Regions from separate parts of the Mus musculus genome. Here regions 1, 3 and 4 are each linked to region 2. Evidence: chromatin contacts called from public HiCAR-type and HiChIP or PLAC-seq data. All regions are on one chromosome and are shown on one strand. Each heading gives the region's core, a stretch centred on a gene start, on an enhancer-like site or on the middle of the called end of the contact. The rest is flanking DNA. Distances are from core to core; before and after follow the strand shown. Region 1 overlaps Gm39070 (a long non-coding RNA gene). Region 2 overlaps Tead1 (TEA domain family member 1). Region 3 has its middle 9.0 kb from the start of Gm40452. Region 4 holds the start of Parva (parvin, alpha).

What was found. HiCAR-type assays count read pairs that join an accessible place to other places. HiChIP or PLAC-seq counts read pairs in DNA pulled down with a chosen protein or histone mark.
Region 1: a contact with region 2 is called in an HNF4G HiChIP or PLAC-seq map of pancreatic cancer cells. The contact joins two enhancer-like sites. A contact is called at or near these places in 1 of 484 Hi-C or Micro-C datasets (uterus) and 1 of 115 datasets of contacts at active chromatin or transcription factors (pancreatic cancer cells).
Region 3: a contact with region 2 is called in a HiCAR-type map of embryonic stem cells, with 4 times the contacts expected there. The contact joins two enhancer-like sites.
Region 4: an H3K27ac HiChIP or PLAC-seq map of extraembryonic endoderm stem cells shows a contact between it and region 2. The contact joins the promoter of Parva here to the enhancer-like site in region 2. A contact is called at or near these places in 7 of 39 promoter capture datasets (cranial neural crest, embryonic stem cells, frontonasal cranial neural crest and 3 more), 2 of 15 datasets of contacts at CTCF or cohesin (both in the NIH/3T3 cell line), 2 of 484 Hi-C or Micro-C datasets (differentiating embryonic stem cells and embryonic fibroblasts), 24 of 115 datasets of contacts at active chromatin or transcription factors (the NIH/3T3 cell line, astrocytes, cardiomyocytes and 15 more) and 3 of 9 other capture datasets (adipose tissue, liver and pancreatic islet).

Annotation. Positions count from the first base shown.
Region 1 is chr7:112,202,492-112,205,871 of GRCm38.p6, forward strand. Gm39070 (a long non-coding RNA gene) reads left to right here. Exons shown (of 3, transcript XR_001778349.2): 3 at 1,399-1,501. Among named protein-coding and RNA genes, the nearest start is that of Gm39070, 4.6 kb to the left of the region's middle. Within about 2 kb of position 1,965, at least 94 of the 459 cell types and tissues checked have an H3K27ac peak or open chromatin away from gene starts, as enhancers often do. A contact at or near this core is called in pancreatic cancer cells, where this site is marked.
Region 2 is chr7:112,690,051-112,693,292 of GRCm38.p6, forward strand. All of the region lies in intron 1 of Tead1 (TEA domain family member 1), which reads left to right. Among named protein-coding and RNA genes, the nearest start is that of Tead1, 12 kb to the left of the region's middle. Within about 2 kb of position 1,526, at least 46 of the 459 cell types and tissues checked have an H3K27ac peak or open chromatin away from gene starts, as enhancers often do. A contact at or near this core is called in differentiating embryonic stem cells, embryonic stem cells, extraembryonic endoderm stem cells and 2 more, where this site is marked.
Region 3 is chr7:113,057,924-113,061,194 of GRCm38.p6, forward strand. No RefSeq gene overlaps it. Among named protein-coding and RNA genes, the nearest start is that of Gm40452, 9.0 kb to the left of the region's middle. Within about 2 kb of position 1,753, at least 61 of the 459 cell types and tissues checked have an H3K27ac peak or open chromatin away from gene starts, as enhancers often do. A contact at or near this core is called in embryonic stem cells, where this site is marked.
Region 4 is chr7:112,425,501-112,428,960 of GRCm38.p6, forward strand. It overlaps Parva (parvin, alpha), which reads left to right and starts at 2,206. Exons shown (of 13, transcript NM_020606.5): 1 at 2,206-2,600. The coding sequence starts at 2,465.

The DNA.
Region 1 (3,380 bases), core at 715-3,214, 490 kb before region 2:
TGCAGAGCTGATGGGGGCTGGGGATTGTCTGGAGAGTCACCTGAGGGGATGGGCTAGCAGTCTTGGGGATACTTCTCAGGGCCCCCCCTGTTCAAGAGGAACAGCTGGCCGGCCGAGTTATCTCTACCATCCTTCTTTGCTCTTATGTTGGGTAGCTGAAAAAGAAGTTTGTAGAAGAAACTCAGCCCTACTGCCTGGTGGGTGTCTGTGGGAGAGGAGCTGGGGGGGGGGTTGATGTTTTTCTTTTAAGAGGGAGAGAAGGGAGGAGGAAGACGGAAGAGGAGAAGGGGAGGAAGGAGGAAGAGAAAGAGGAGCTTAGCTGAAGGTAATCTTTTTCAGATGCTCTTTGTTTCAAGACCTACAACTGTAGCCCTAAGGAGAGAGAGTTTGTGCTGGGTGCTCACACCCCTTCTCCCCAATATCCCATTCCCCTGGGACTTGGTCTCCTGGTCCTCAGCCCTGGCAGAGGCAAGCTTATCTTTGACTAAGCCTGACTCAGCCACCCCTGATGGCGTCTTCTGGGCTATTGCCCTTCCCAGGATGTAATCGTGTATGCTCTGTGGGCAGACGGTCTGTAACAAATTTCTTAGGATGGAAACCAAATGACTATAAAAATAGTTGGGCCAGATTGCTGGAATGCACCACGGCTCAGGAGTAGCCCGGGGATGTCTGAGCCCAAGCTAGTGGCTGGCAAATGAGGCTCATACCCACTTTCTTCCATCCTGTCTACCTCAAGGTACCCATTGCATGTCAGCTCCAAATGGGAACAGAGGATGATGCGAGCTCGGGCACCTTCTTAGAGGCTCGCTTTTAGTATGCATTTCCAGAAAGCTTCCTGGTACAGATCAGATACTCCCTGACTTACCTGGCCCACCCGAGGTTGGCATCAGAAGCCAAAGTTCCAAGGGAGACAGCGTGGAATGAGCCATCTCCACAGCTCCCAGAAGCTTTGTTCAAGGGACAAGTCCCCTTTTGGGGTGACTGGGGAGTGGTAAAGCCAATTTCGAATGAGTTTAGTCTCTAGAATGCTGGCCACCTGAAGATGTGGTTTTCAACTAGAACGTTCCCCTTTCCTGTCCCTCCTTTGTCCCTGGAGGACTCAGGTTGGAAGCCCTGCTCTCCCCTCCTTCACCAGGGATTGCTAAAGGTGGGTCAAACAGTCAAGGAGGCCAGAAGATGTTGGTGGCTGTGATGGGTAATACTGATGGTCAGCTTTCCAGAACATAGAATTGAAGAGACAACCCCCTGGGTGTGTCGTCTGTAAGGGGCTTTTCTAGATACAGTTAACTGAGGTGGGAAGGCCCCGCCCTGATGTCAGATGGCACCAATCCTACTGCACAAAAAGGGGAAAGCTAGCTGAACCCCAGCTATTCATCTCTCTTTGTTTCCTAACTGCAGATGCAACATGCTGGACCAGCTGGCTCACCCTATCATGATGGAGTGAGCCAAAATGAAAATAAACGGGCCCATCTTTCAAGTTGTTTTTGTCAAGCATTTTGTCACAGCCAAAGCAACACAGTGGCCTTATGGAGAGTCTTGGCAATGGATACCTTGACACCTGGTCCAAGGTATTCATTCCAGGCCAGAGACAGCAGGAGCAACGACACAGGAAAGCAAAAGGGCTTGGAGGTGGAGCTTTGTCAAACCCTGGCCCAGTCTCCTCTTCCTCCCTGGGTGCAGGAGCTGCTCATGCGCCTGTGAGCACAAAAGTCAGCGAGGCAGGGAGTTCCCATCAAATGCAACTGGTTAGATCCTGGGACCAGCCATGCATGGGAAGGTCTGAGTATGAAGGCGTTTGCTTGCTTGTTTGTTTGTTTGTTTGTTTGTTTGTTTGTTTGTTTTGCACAAACTAAATTAAAGGCAAGGATGGGACATGTGCGAAGGATCCTGAGCACTGCTGCAGCAGGAAGCCTCCGTTTGTGAGGCAGTGAAATCACCGTATATGGCCTGAGAGGAAATCCTCAGCAAAGATGCAAATAGGTCACCAAGTAATAGCAAAACTATGCAGCTGACTGGAGATGCTGTGCAGCCTCTGCAGCTGAGCAAACTCCAGGACCAAGAGGGCCACAGAGGATGGGGCACAGGAGACTCTCCCTTGTGCCGCTGCCCCCCCCCAGCCAGTGTCTAGCCCCCTCGTCCTATCTCCCCATTGGGATCTGTCCCTAGTCTCTCCAGAGTCCCCTTGTTCCAAGTGGCTGAGATCAGGCAGGGACAGGAGTTTGTTGGACTCTTGCTGGTGACTAATGCAGTACTTGAACAGGAAACAGACTGCAAAAGACTTAGGAGACACTATAATTAGCTCATGTCCTAAAAACACTCACTTGGGAAGAAATGGAATTAACACACTGGGAGGAGGAGGAGATACAGCTCCCAAGCAAGCTGAGGCATCATCCAGGAAGTGAGCCTTCCTCCTAGGCAGCTGCCACACTGAGTGTACCCAGCTCTGCTCCCGGAGCCGACCACCAAGCAAGCCCTGCTTACTGCCAATAAGATTGTCTGTGGTTCTGGATAAGCCAGATTCACAGGGACGTGATATACTAGGATATGCATGAAGGACTGAGATTCGGAGTTCAAGAGGGTGAAGGCTCTTGCTTTGGGCTATTACGGATTGTATGTAAACATTTTCTCATAGGCTCATGTGCTGGAGCACCTGGTCTCCAGCTGGTGGCTCTGTTTTGGGAGACTGTGGAGCCCATAGGGGCCATGGTCTAGAAGGAGGAAGTGGATCTTTAGTGGCTTTCCATATCCTTTTCCAGTAGATTCCTTCTCAACTTCATGTCTTTGGTCATAACCTACTAAGTATAGTGAGTTATGTATAGTGGGGCCACATCCTTAAGGAAGATTGATTCACATTACTGTGACAAAATATCTGGGGGGGGGAGGGACAACTTAAGTGGGGGGTGGGTGTTTTGGCTCACAGTTTGAGGATATATAGTCCATCACCACGGGAAACCATACATCTGGCCCATGGTCACAGGAACACCTGGCAGCCTCTTTGTACCTTGTATCACTAACTGCAGAGCACATACAGAAACCTTCATTTAACCCTCCAGGCCCTCTGCCCAGAGGCCTACTGCAACTATCAACTGCTAATAGCTCTTCAGTAAGGCGCGGGACCTGGGAAACTCTGGCTGGTTTGATCCTGTGCAGGTAAGGACAGCAGATGTAAGTTCACAAGTACAGTCGCCATATCACGTCCAGATGGCAGCATAAAACAGAGCTCCCCCCCCCATCCTCCTCTGTGATGTTCCCTGAGCCTTGGGGCGTGGGTGACAGGGTAGGGCTGGGTTGATATAGATGTCCCATTTGATGTTCAGCATTCTTGTTAAGTATTTGGACACAGTTACAAGAAAAAAATAAGATCCCGGAGAAGCACAAAG
Region 2 (3,242 bases), core at 276-2,775:
TATTACCACGTCCAGTTTGTCAATTGTAAGGTGGTGGGGGAAGGCTGTCTAAGTCATTTTAATTGATAGCTGAGCTTTCAACCTCTGCACTCTCCTGTTTTCCTATCGTTCACGGGGCTCTTCTTGCTCCCACATCCTCCAGTCCCATCCTGATTGTCTTAACGATGTGGCCTCTGTTTCAAACTTCTGCTCAGTGTGGCTTGTCCTGGCACCCTGTTTTCCTTTCAGAATACCTCAGTGCATAAGGGATGTGGGAGATAGCATTTCTAATGAGAGACTGGCCAACTCCCTGTTACTAGGTAGAAAGAACAGTGTCTGGAAAGGAAGCTTGAGTGGCTTTGCAATATGCTTTGTTGTGTGTGTTTCAGATCTTCTCTTGGAGCTTGTAGTCCTGTGGAAAAGGAAGGAGTAGGGGTCCTGAGGCATTCAGTGCCCTCTTTAGTTCTTAGGAAGATGGGAGTAGTGTCCTACACATGGGTGGAGAAAATGGGGTGGAGCCTGAGGAATGTTTGGAAGAAATCTTTGCCCCAACCCAAAAGTCAGTATGAATCATTTGGTGCTAGTGGGTGTCTGAGACAGGGTCTCACTGTATATAGCTTGACTGGCTTGGAACTCACTCTGCCTCTGGAGTACTGGGATTAAAGGCGTCGGCCACCCCGCCCAGCAATGCTGGGGCTTATCTGGGTGTGTTGCCTTAATGTTTATTCAGTTCAGTGTCTTTGGGGTTCGAGGGAGACTGGAGCCTCTGGATTTGGTCTTTGAGCCCAGGAGCTCAAATCTGTGGTGCTGGTGGTAGAGGGCATTGAAGGTACTCAGTGAGTTTGAGGCTCGGTCCCTCAGCTCCCTGGTGGTGTAGGGAGCTTTGGTTGGGAAGCCTCTGCCATTGGTTTTTCTGTGGCCTCAGGCTTGTTCTGGGGATGGGACTCAGGGCCTCACATGGGCCAGACGAGCTCTCTAACATGCTGCCAGCCAGCTACAGGGCTTTAGATCTGGGGTGATGTTGGGGTGTCTGCCTCTGGATCTGCCTGAATGTGTGTGTGAGATGAATCTGGGAGCCCACACTTCTAAGGCCAGTTCACTCCTCATCCATTCTAGTTGTGATAATCAGTGGGCTTCCCAGTGGGAATTTGGGTAGGAAAGGGAGGTAAATTCTTTTTTAAGCCAATTCTTAAAACACCAGCCATTCAAATGTAAAAACTTCATTTGTGATTGAGACCTGTGAAGGAGCTCCGAGAGGTTTAGTGAGCCTCCCAAGGTCACACAGTCAGTTCTTTGATAGGCTGCCTAACAAAGGAGTTAGGATTAACTCACCTATCAGGTTTTATTGTGGAATTTGAATGAGTTATGGCAGTCCTTGATGTGGAAACAAAGAGACTTCTCTGTTAATGGTTTTGCCTTGGAAAGAGGATGGCTACTTTATCTCTGTAAGTTCCATTTTCTCCATCTTGAGTATAAACATGTGGTGGAGATCTTAAGCAGTTGGGTGTGGCCCAGGGGAGCCTTCTATTTGTCTGGCCCGGAAGGAGCAAAGGTCAACTCTAGCTTTTAGCTTTAGTTTTTTAGTTCTGTGAGGACCTGAGTCTGGCCTCTGGAAGTGAGAGCAGGGGGCCTGCGTGCTTCCCGTAGTCCGTGGGGGGAGGGGCAGGTGTGGTTGGAAAGCTGGAGGCTGCTCTGCCCCACTGGTCTCTAGGCTGGCAGTCTAGAGGTTTGCCTTCAGTTTCCCCAAGGCTGCTTTATGCAAATGACACCTGCTAGGATCGGTACCCCCAGATAACCTTGATTAATTCCACTCTCACCTTCCCATCTGGGCTATCACCTGCTATTTAGAGGCTGAACTTTGAGATGAGGTGGAGACACTTTGGTTTTTAGGAGAGAGGAAGGTTTGTAACTGTTTTTCTCCTTGGGTGTGTTGGTGGTTGGGGTCCCTGCTTGCCAGTTGTGGGTTCTTGTCTTTTCGTCTGCCACAGCTAGCCCTCTTCTCGGTCCCCTTAGATGTTTGTGTTGTAGAGTTTTGGCGTGACCCCAGCTTAGTTCACTTTTAGGCTTCTGCAAATTAGCTTAATATCCCTGCCATCAGACACAGGTCCAAGCTCTTTCTGCAATTGATAGTGTGATCCTCCCCAGGCCAGGCACTGTGTCCTCCCCTGAAAGGTGTGGGAGGCAATAGTGCTTGTGGGTGTAAGGCCCACCAAATCTCACAGCCAGCCTTCAGGAAGCTTCACTGTGTGTCCCTCCAACCTTGCCTGAGCTTCCGGCTCCCTCCACCACAGGTCTCAGTCCTGCTAAGATGGAACCTTTCTCATCTGCCTCCACTGGGTGTGTTTTTGGCTTCCCAGCTCTCCTCTTGGCTGGAGTTCCTGCTATTGCTCCATCCCCTTCACCCTTTCTCCTTCTGTCTCTCACCTGCCTTTGAGTATCTTGTGTTAGCCTAAGCTAGCTTCAAGGTGCATCCTTCTCCATCCCATCTTCTGAGCTCTGGGGTTACAGATTGCCAGGTCTGACCTCTCTCTGTCTCTCTCTGTCTCTCTCTCTGTTTCTCTCTCTCCTGTTGTACTGGAGTTCTTGGCTTATAGATCGCAGCACTCAGTGTTTTTTGCAAAGACGACAACTTGTGATTTACATTAGCCTCTGCACTTGAGAGTTTGACTAATGTTCGACTCTGGGAGCTTCATTGATCCTGAGGAACACTGGTTCTTACCTGTGGCATGGACAGCTGTGGGCTTTCAAGGATTGGCACGGTACCTCCTGAACAGTGGCATTGTAATTAGGACTGTGGTCACTGGCACCCTGAAGCTGACTGCCGCCTATTGCTTTTGCTGTCTGACTTTCCTGTTTCTATTCTGTTTTAGATTTTTTCAGTCATGAGAAAGTGCAGCTAGCAGAGGTCAGGGAAAGCCCCCTCCCTTCTACCCCCTTGAGCCATTTCTGTTCAAGGTGCCACAGCCCTCTTCTGGCACCTCTCCTCCATCTCTATCTTGAAGCATTTCTGGATGCCATGTGGGTTCATCTATGGAGTTTCAGTATGTGTTCTTACAGTGGGTGTGGGTGGGTGGAGCTGGAGAGATGGCTGTGAAGTTAAGAGCGCTTGCTGCTCTCCCAGGAGAGGACTGGGGTTCTTTTCCTACTACCCCTGTCTGGCTTGTAATTCCAGTTCTAGGGGTTTGATGCCCTCTTCTGGTCCCTGCAAGCACCTGTGCTCAGCTACATATACATTACCATATGAACACTCGTGTGCGCTCTCG
Region 3 (3,271 bases), core at 503-3,002, 370 kb after region 2:
GGCAGACACACACATTTTTAAAAAGTTGCATTTGAACTGAGCACATAGACTTTGGGGGCATTTTTTCCTAAACAATACATTATAATAACCATCCATGCAGCACCTCCTCATGTTACATAAGTAATTCACGGAGGATTTTCAAGCACACTAGAAGATATATACAGGTTGTATGCAAATACCTTGCATCTAATGTAACTGCTTAGGCATCCTCAGATGTCAGTGTTCTCAGAGATCCTGGAAACAATTCCAGCTGCCCACCCTACTGGAGCCCTGTTCCACTTCTAGTTCTTACCCAGGTGCAGAGAGGCAACTGCATATATTTCAATTTTTGTCTGCTTGCTTGCTTGTTTTTTCCTTTTGGCTCAGGGCTCTGCTACACTAGAGCAAGAAACACTCCTTTTGCTGAACTGTGTGTGTTTTGCTCTCGATTCATGCAGTAAATTCCAAAACATCTTCAGCACGAGGTACCCTTTCAAATATATCCAAGGTAATGCTAATGACGCCGATGATGCTAATGAGGCGATTTCTTGGGAAAGTCCCTATGCGCACACAAAGGATAGAAACCCATCCACATAGCCAGTCTCTGGAGGAGAAATGGATGCAGGTCAGGTTGATTGCAATGGACAGTGGTTGACTCAAGAACAGCTACATAATGGAGCTGCCCTAAAATCCCAAATGAGGACTGGGTTTTGAGAACTTCCTGACAGTGTTTGAAAGCTCCTTTACCCTGTGAGCTCCCCTAGCCATTTCCTCATCGGATCTTTATCTTTCTTTTTACCCTTTTTCTGGAGACAGTGTCTTATGTAGCCTAAACGGGCCTCAGACTTACAGTAGAGGGTGACCTTGAACTCCTGATCTTCCTGCCAAGGCCTCCTAAGTGCTAGAGTTACAGCTATGTGCCACTGTTCCCTGTCCATCTTGCTGTTTATAATAAACTATTTGTTTCCATGAGTTTTATAAGCCACCCCGGCAAACTAAGATCTATAGGTAGGGCAGCCAGCTAGTTAGAAGTACAGGCAAATTAAACTGATGAACCCATAAAGTGCTTGCTGGGTAGGGAAACGTCACGCCCATTTGGTCTCAGTCATCTTCTCTGCAGAGCACTGAATAACAGGATAAAAGAAACTGAATTTATTCTCCCTCCATATTCTTAAGAATCCTTGTAGGAGTAGAAGACTTCCTCTTAGCCATCTAATGACTTGTCAAGACTTCCCGAACCAACAGAGGCATAGATGCTAGCCAGAGCTTCCCTCCCTGGCTCTCTTGCTGCTGCCCAGCCTCCTTTGACTTGGGCAGTGGATGCAGGAGATGGTGAGGAGCAGGCTCTTGGTGTGCTGCCCACCCTTAGCCCCGCTTCCTCTCAAATACAGTGGACTAGCAGTGTGAGCTCCCCACAGTCTGTGGGGGTTTTTGAGCCATGTGATCCTGTCCCTACCCGGTGCTGGCAAGCGTCCTGCAGGCAGGCTGCTTTCAAGATTGGACCAAAAGCCAAGTGGGGACAAGGGGCCCCATTCTTTGTAGCCTGCCGGCTCTGGCCGCTCACTCTCCTGGCACAGTTTTCAGATTTCCCGGTCTCCTCCCTGCTGTATTTCCTGTTCAGAGTTACTTTTTCCCAAGGTCAATTGGGAGGCTCTTAATTCTGGCAAAACTGGAAATGTGAAGAAAAATGAAAACTAACCAGGTTAATTCCAGTGATTGCTGGCACTACAAAGACATTAGGTAACTGCCTAACCCAGCATCCACCGCCCCTCTCCCATGACCCTGGAAGGCACTCTTTTAAGCGCTTTGTTTGCATTGCTCGGAGGTTCTCTAAAGTTCAGCTGCACATCTGGTTGGGAAAAAAGACACAAGCAGGCAGCACATGGTTCTTGCACACTAGCCACTCTGCAGCAGGGGCACACTGCTCGCACGTCTCATTGTGCTGTCTTCCTTGGTCCCTACCTCCTCTTCCAGCCTACTGCTTTGCTTGCTGTAAATCCTTTGTCACAGGTCAGAAGGTCAAAGCAATCTCTTGACCCCACCCCAATCCCCGAAATTGTCTTGTGTTTTTCAACTTCAAAAACCTTTGTCCTCACCACCTGCACTCACGGAAAGCCCTCCACACTCCTTTCCATGCAGCCAACCTAGATTTGTTTCTCCTTTATTCAAACCCAAGAGCAGGTCGGCCCTGGGCCAGTGCTTTCCCATCCGTTATCTCAGTCCACAAGGCCAGCATCCATGTCTTCTTATCTAGGGCTGACTCACCTGGAAGTGACCGTGATTTCCTCTCCCGTACTCTCTCTGTGGGTAATAGTCATTTGGCACCTAGCACATCTGAGCACTTTATAAGTAAGCAATCATTTGCTCATTCATTCATTTTTCTTTAAAGCAGCTGTTTCCTGAATATTATTGTCTGGAGACTGTGATGGATGTAGGGGATACAGAGGTGAATAAAATACCTTGATTGGCCCCAAGAAATTCAGTCCAGTGGTAAAAAAAAAAAAAGTGCTACCTGGAGCTAAGCTGGAGTTAGCTAAGCTGGCAAAGTGATTGCTTGCCTGGTCTGGGCTGGCTGCTCTTCCAGAAGGATCCAGATTCCAGTTCTCAGTATCCACATGATAACTCACAACCATCTGTAACTCCCATACCAGGGCATTCAATGTCCTCTTCTGGCTTTTTATAGCACCAGACATGTATGTGATAAATAGACATCCATGCAAGCAAAACATTCATACACATAACATATTTTTTTAAATGAGGGCTTGGTTTTGATCTACAGAGTCCAAGCACAAATGCCAGGTAATTTGGTACAGGTGTTTGTTATCTTAGGGCTGGGGAAGCAGAGACAGGCAAATCTGTTAGGTTTATTGGCCAGACAGTTGGCCAGACAGTAAGCTTCAGGCCAGTGAGAAACCCCAACTCAAATAAACAAAAGGCCAATGTTTGAGGTGAAAGACCTGAGTTTCCACACACATGTGCTCATGACTGTGCACACAGGATGCCTGCCCCCCGCAAAGCAGTTTTCCTAAGGAGATGCCTATCATAACAATATGATAACCCCAGAATATACCTCAGAAATTCAGCTGTGGGGAGTGGGGCTCTTCACTGAATGAGAGGTAAGGGGCCCAGAGAGGGGAGGAAACAAGTCTTCTGGTTTTCTGAAAGACAAGAAAAGCAGAAAACACACATCGAGATGGGATTGCTGGGCTGAGGATGAAGTAGTTAGAGCTGGGGACTCTGCCCGGACTGCATAAAACTGGGTGTGGTAACTCGGGCATGGAAGCCCCACACT
Region 4 (3,460 bases), core at 956-3,455, 260 kb before region 2:
CTTCAGCCCTACAAGATCTCTTCTGTTTGGTAAGAGGCACCAGGAAAATTGCTGTGTTTTGAAAAGGTGAAATGGCAACTCTTGAGCAGACATAAGTGAACTCATGCTCTGAGTGGGACCCATGGGTCATCATGTTGGTTAGACTTTGCTTGTCACATATGGGTTAGACCACACAGTGGTAGACAGTTCCCAGAAGGCTGTAGGAGCAGTAACTCCTCAAATGGAAGCACAGCAGACCTAGCAGGAACTTCATGTGGGAATGGAAAGGGATACAAGATTTCATGAGTTCTCCATGTCGAGACCATCATGTGGTCTTGTTTTGAGACAGTCTCACTAGGTATATAGCTGACTATGACATTAAACCCCTTCTGTCTTCACTTCCAAGTGCTGGCATTATGGATGTGTCAAAGCACCTCTGACCCACATGGCCTCTTGAGAAAATGTCTTTATTCATTTCTGGATGCCTGGAGTGTCACACGTGACACATAACACACACACACACCAGATACTGCCCTATATCCCCATGTCCCTCCTAGTGTATTTTATGTTGCTTAGTTTTGGTCTACCAGGCACAAGCTAGAGACATCTGAGAAGAAGAGACCACAATTGAGAAATGCCCCCTATCAGCTTGGCCTATTGGCAAGTCCGAGAGGCATCTTCTTGATTAATGATTGCTATGGAAGGGCCCAGCTCACTATGCATGGTGCCACCCCTGGGCAGGTGGTCCTGTGTTGTATAATAAAGCAAACTGAGGAATCCAGGAGAGGCAAGGCAGTAAGCAGTATTTCTCCATGGTCTCTGCTTCCGATTTCTGCCTCCAGACTCCTGCCTTGACTTCCCTCCGTGATGGACTGCTACCTTACAGGTAAAATAAACCCTCTCCTCTCTAGGTTGCTTCCGGTTCTGGGATTTATCAGAACAATAGGAAGGAAGTTAAGACACACATTCTCATCACCAACATGCATGTCACTCATCAACACGTGCCTCTGGCTGAGAACAGACACTGCTGCCTAGCTGGGCACTAGATCACAACCTAGTGCCCAACTGCTGGACCGATTTCTCCAGCTCAGTTCAAAATCTTGCTCCCTCTGAGTCAGAGGTTCAGTCAGATTCCATCAGTGTGTGTAGTGTACATGTGGAAAGCCCTCCTCAGAGCAAGACAGCCACCATCTTCATCTAAGCAGATGTGAGAACTTGCGACCTCCCTTCCCACTCGACTCCTGACCTAGAGACCGACCCTGTTTATTGATGTTCCCTTATAGAAGGATGGAGCAGGGACAGTCACTGAATTTTCATCTCAATTCTGGCCACTCCCTCTTGTAACCCTACTAGGTCATTCTGTCCTAATTCCACGTGGTCACTGGAGGTGTTAGAGTAGTAGTCTGTTGAAGATTAGCTGAAGGGGATTCCATTTAGACAGTTAGGGGAAGTCATCCGCCCTGGGGTAGAAATTTGCAGTAGTGCAGCTGCTTTGGGGCCCGCCCACATTCCTGTAGGTGACTCCTTCCCCAGGCTCTGTAAGTCTGATAAACTCATTGGATCCCAAGCTTGATTTCAGGGAAAAGGTAATTTGGTGGTGGTGCTCTGGGAAGGAGACATAGATATTTGTTTATGCCCCATCACGGAAAGAGCTGTGGAAACAGTTATGTAACTCTTCCCGCTGGTGTATGACCAAGGTATCCTGAAAGAATGGGAAAGAGATGGTCAAGCCACAACTTAGGACGAAGAAGCACAGTAAAAGTACGCAGGACTCCTAAACATCTCCAGCATGAATCTTTAAAACTGCCTGGTGTGACTCCAGCGTCAGGTCAAGAGAGTCTGGAACTAATTCTATTGCTCTTGGCTAGATAGATGAGCGTCTGCCGTCGTGGACTTCCAGCTTTGTTTGAGTGTGGACAGGAGAAGGTGGAAGTCCGCAGATTCATGCAGAAGTTGAACGGGAAGTCTGTTGGGACCAGAGCCCATTTTAGATCCTTGACTTCTTTGTGAGACAAAAGTACTAACAGTATAGGAACCCATCCATGCAGGAGGTAGAGCAAGAGACCGCAGCAGCTGGGAAATAGGGTCACAGGGCTGATTCCCTGCGGATTCTGACGCGTGTGTGTGTGTGTGTGTGTGTGTGTGTGTGTGTGTGTGTGTGTATGCAAAGCAGAGAAGTGAAGGCTTCCAAGCTCCAGATAAGACCTCACGTCCCCCTAGCATGCACTTGCCCCTGCGTCTATAGCCCCCAGCAAGCGGCAAGCCAGGGCATCCTCGTAGCCAGGGCAGCCCTGGGCACGGGGGCCCCAGGCGCAGCAGCTCCTCGCAGGGCGGAGGGCGGCGCGAGGGAGGGAGCGAGGGACGGGAAAGGCGAGCGAGCTGCCTCAAATGCCTGGAATAATTCCGCTTCCGTTTGGAAAGCCGCAGCCTCAGTCCCGCCGCCGCCCGCCGCGGCCGCCCAGCTCCAGCTCCGCGTCCAGCCGCCATGGCCACATCCCCACAGAAGTCGCCCTTGGTCCCCAAATCACCCACTCCCAAGTCGCCTCCGTCCCGCAAGAAGGATGACTCGTTCTTGGGGAAACTCGGAGGGACGCTGGCCCGGAGGAAGAAAGCCAAAGAAGGTAGGAACAGCCGAGGCCGTGGGCGCTGCAGGGATCGGGAGCCTGGAAGTGGGAGACCCCCCTGGCAGTGCCTGGGCGCGCCTCTCAGTGTCCCCATGTCGCCTCCAAAGCCCTAACCGGGTCGGTGTCATCTCTGGTCCACAGGCGGAGCCCAGGCTTTGGGTGGCTGTTGTCCCAGAGCCCAGGCCCAGCCGGTCCCCTGTGCTCTCCCCTAGGCCGCTGTCCCCGCCCTCTGCGCGCCCGAGGACTGGCATTTGCCAAGTTTCTGCTGGAAAGTTTTCTCGGGCGCCGTCATTCCCCGCTCTCAGCCTTCATTGGTCTGTTGCGCCGTCGTTTCCTGGGCGCCTTCAGGTCTTTTGCTGCAGCTGCAATGGCCTCCTTGGATCTCTCGCGGGCTCCCTGGACTTGTGTGGACTTTGATGATCTGTATAAAATGTTAGTTGACTGACTGAGAGAAGAACGTGCCGAAGTTGGGGGGGGGGGGATTGAGGAATGGTGAGATAAACTCACTACACCTAAGGACTGTGACCCTGCTGTGAACCTGGACATTCCATTCCAAGTTTTATTTAAAGAAAAAGAAAAGATTTCTTTTTCCCACCACAGTGAATTGCAGCAATCTCATTTTTTGTTTCCAGAATAGTTTCTGTGGAAAGTACTTTTTCCCCCGTAGGCAGAATTTACAACTCACATTTGGGCGTAGGAAATGCAGTGATGATTCTAAAAATCAATGTGGCGATAGGTGTGTGAATAAAAAGGGGTTTAAAATGTTTTCCTCTTTGGCATGGCTGGGATTGGATTTAGAGGGCCTTAGGTCTACTGCGTGAGCACCGCGGTCTTATTCTTTCTCTTTTGAGACTCTT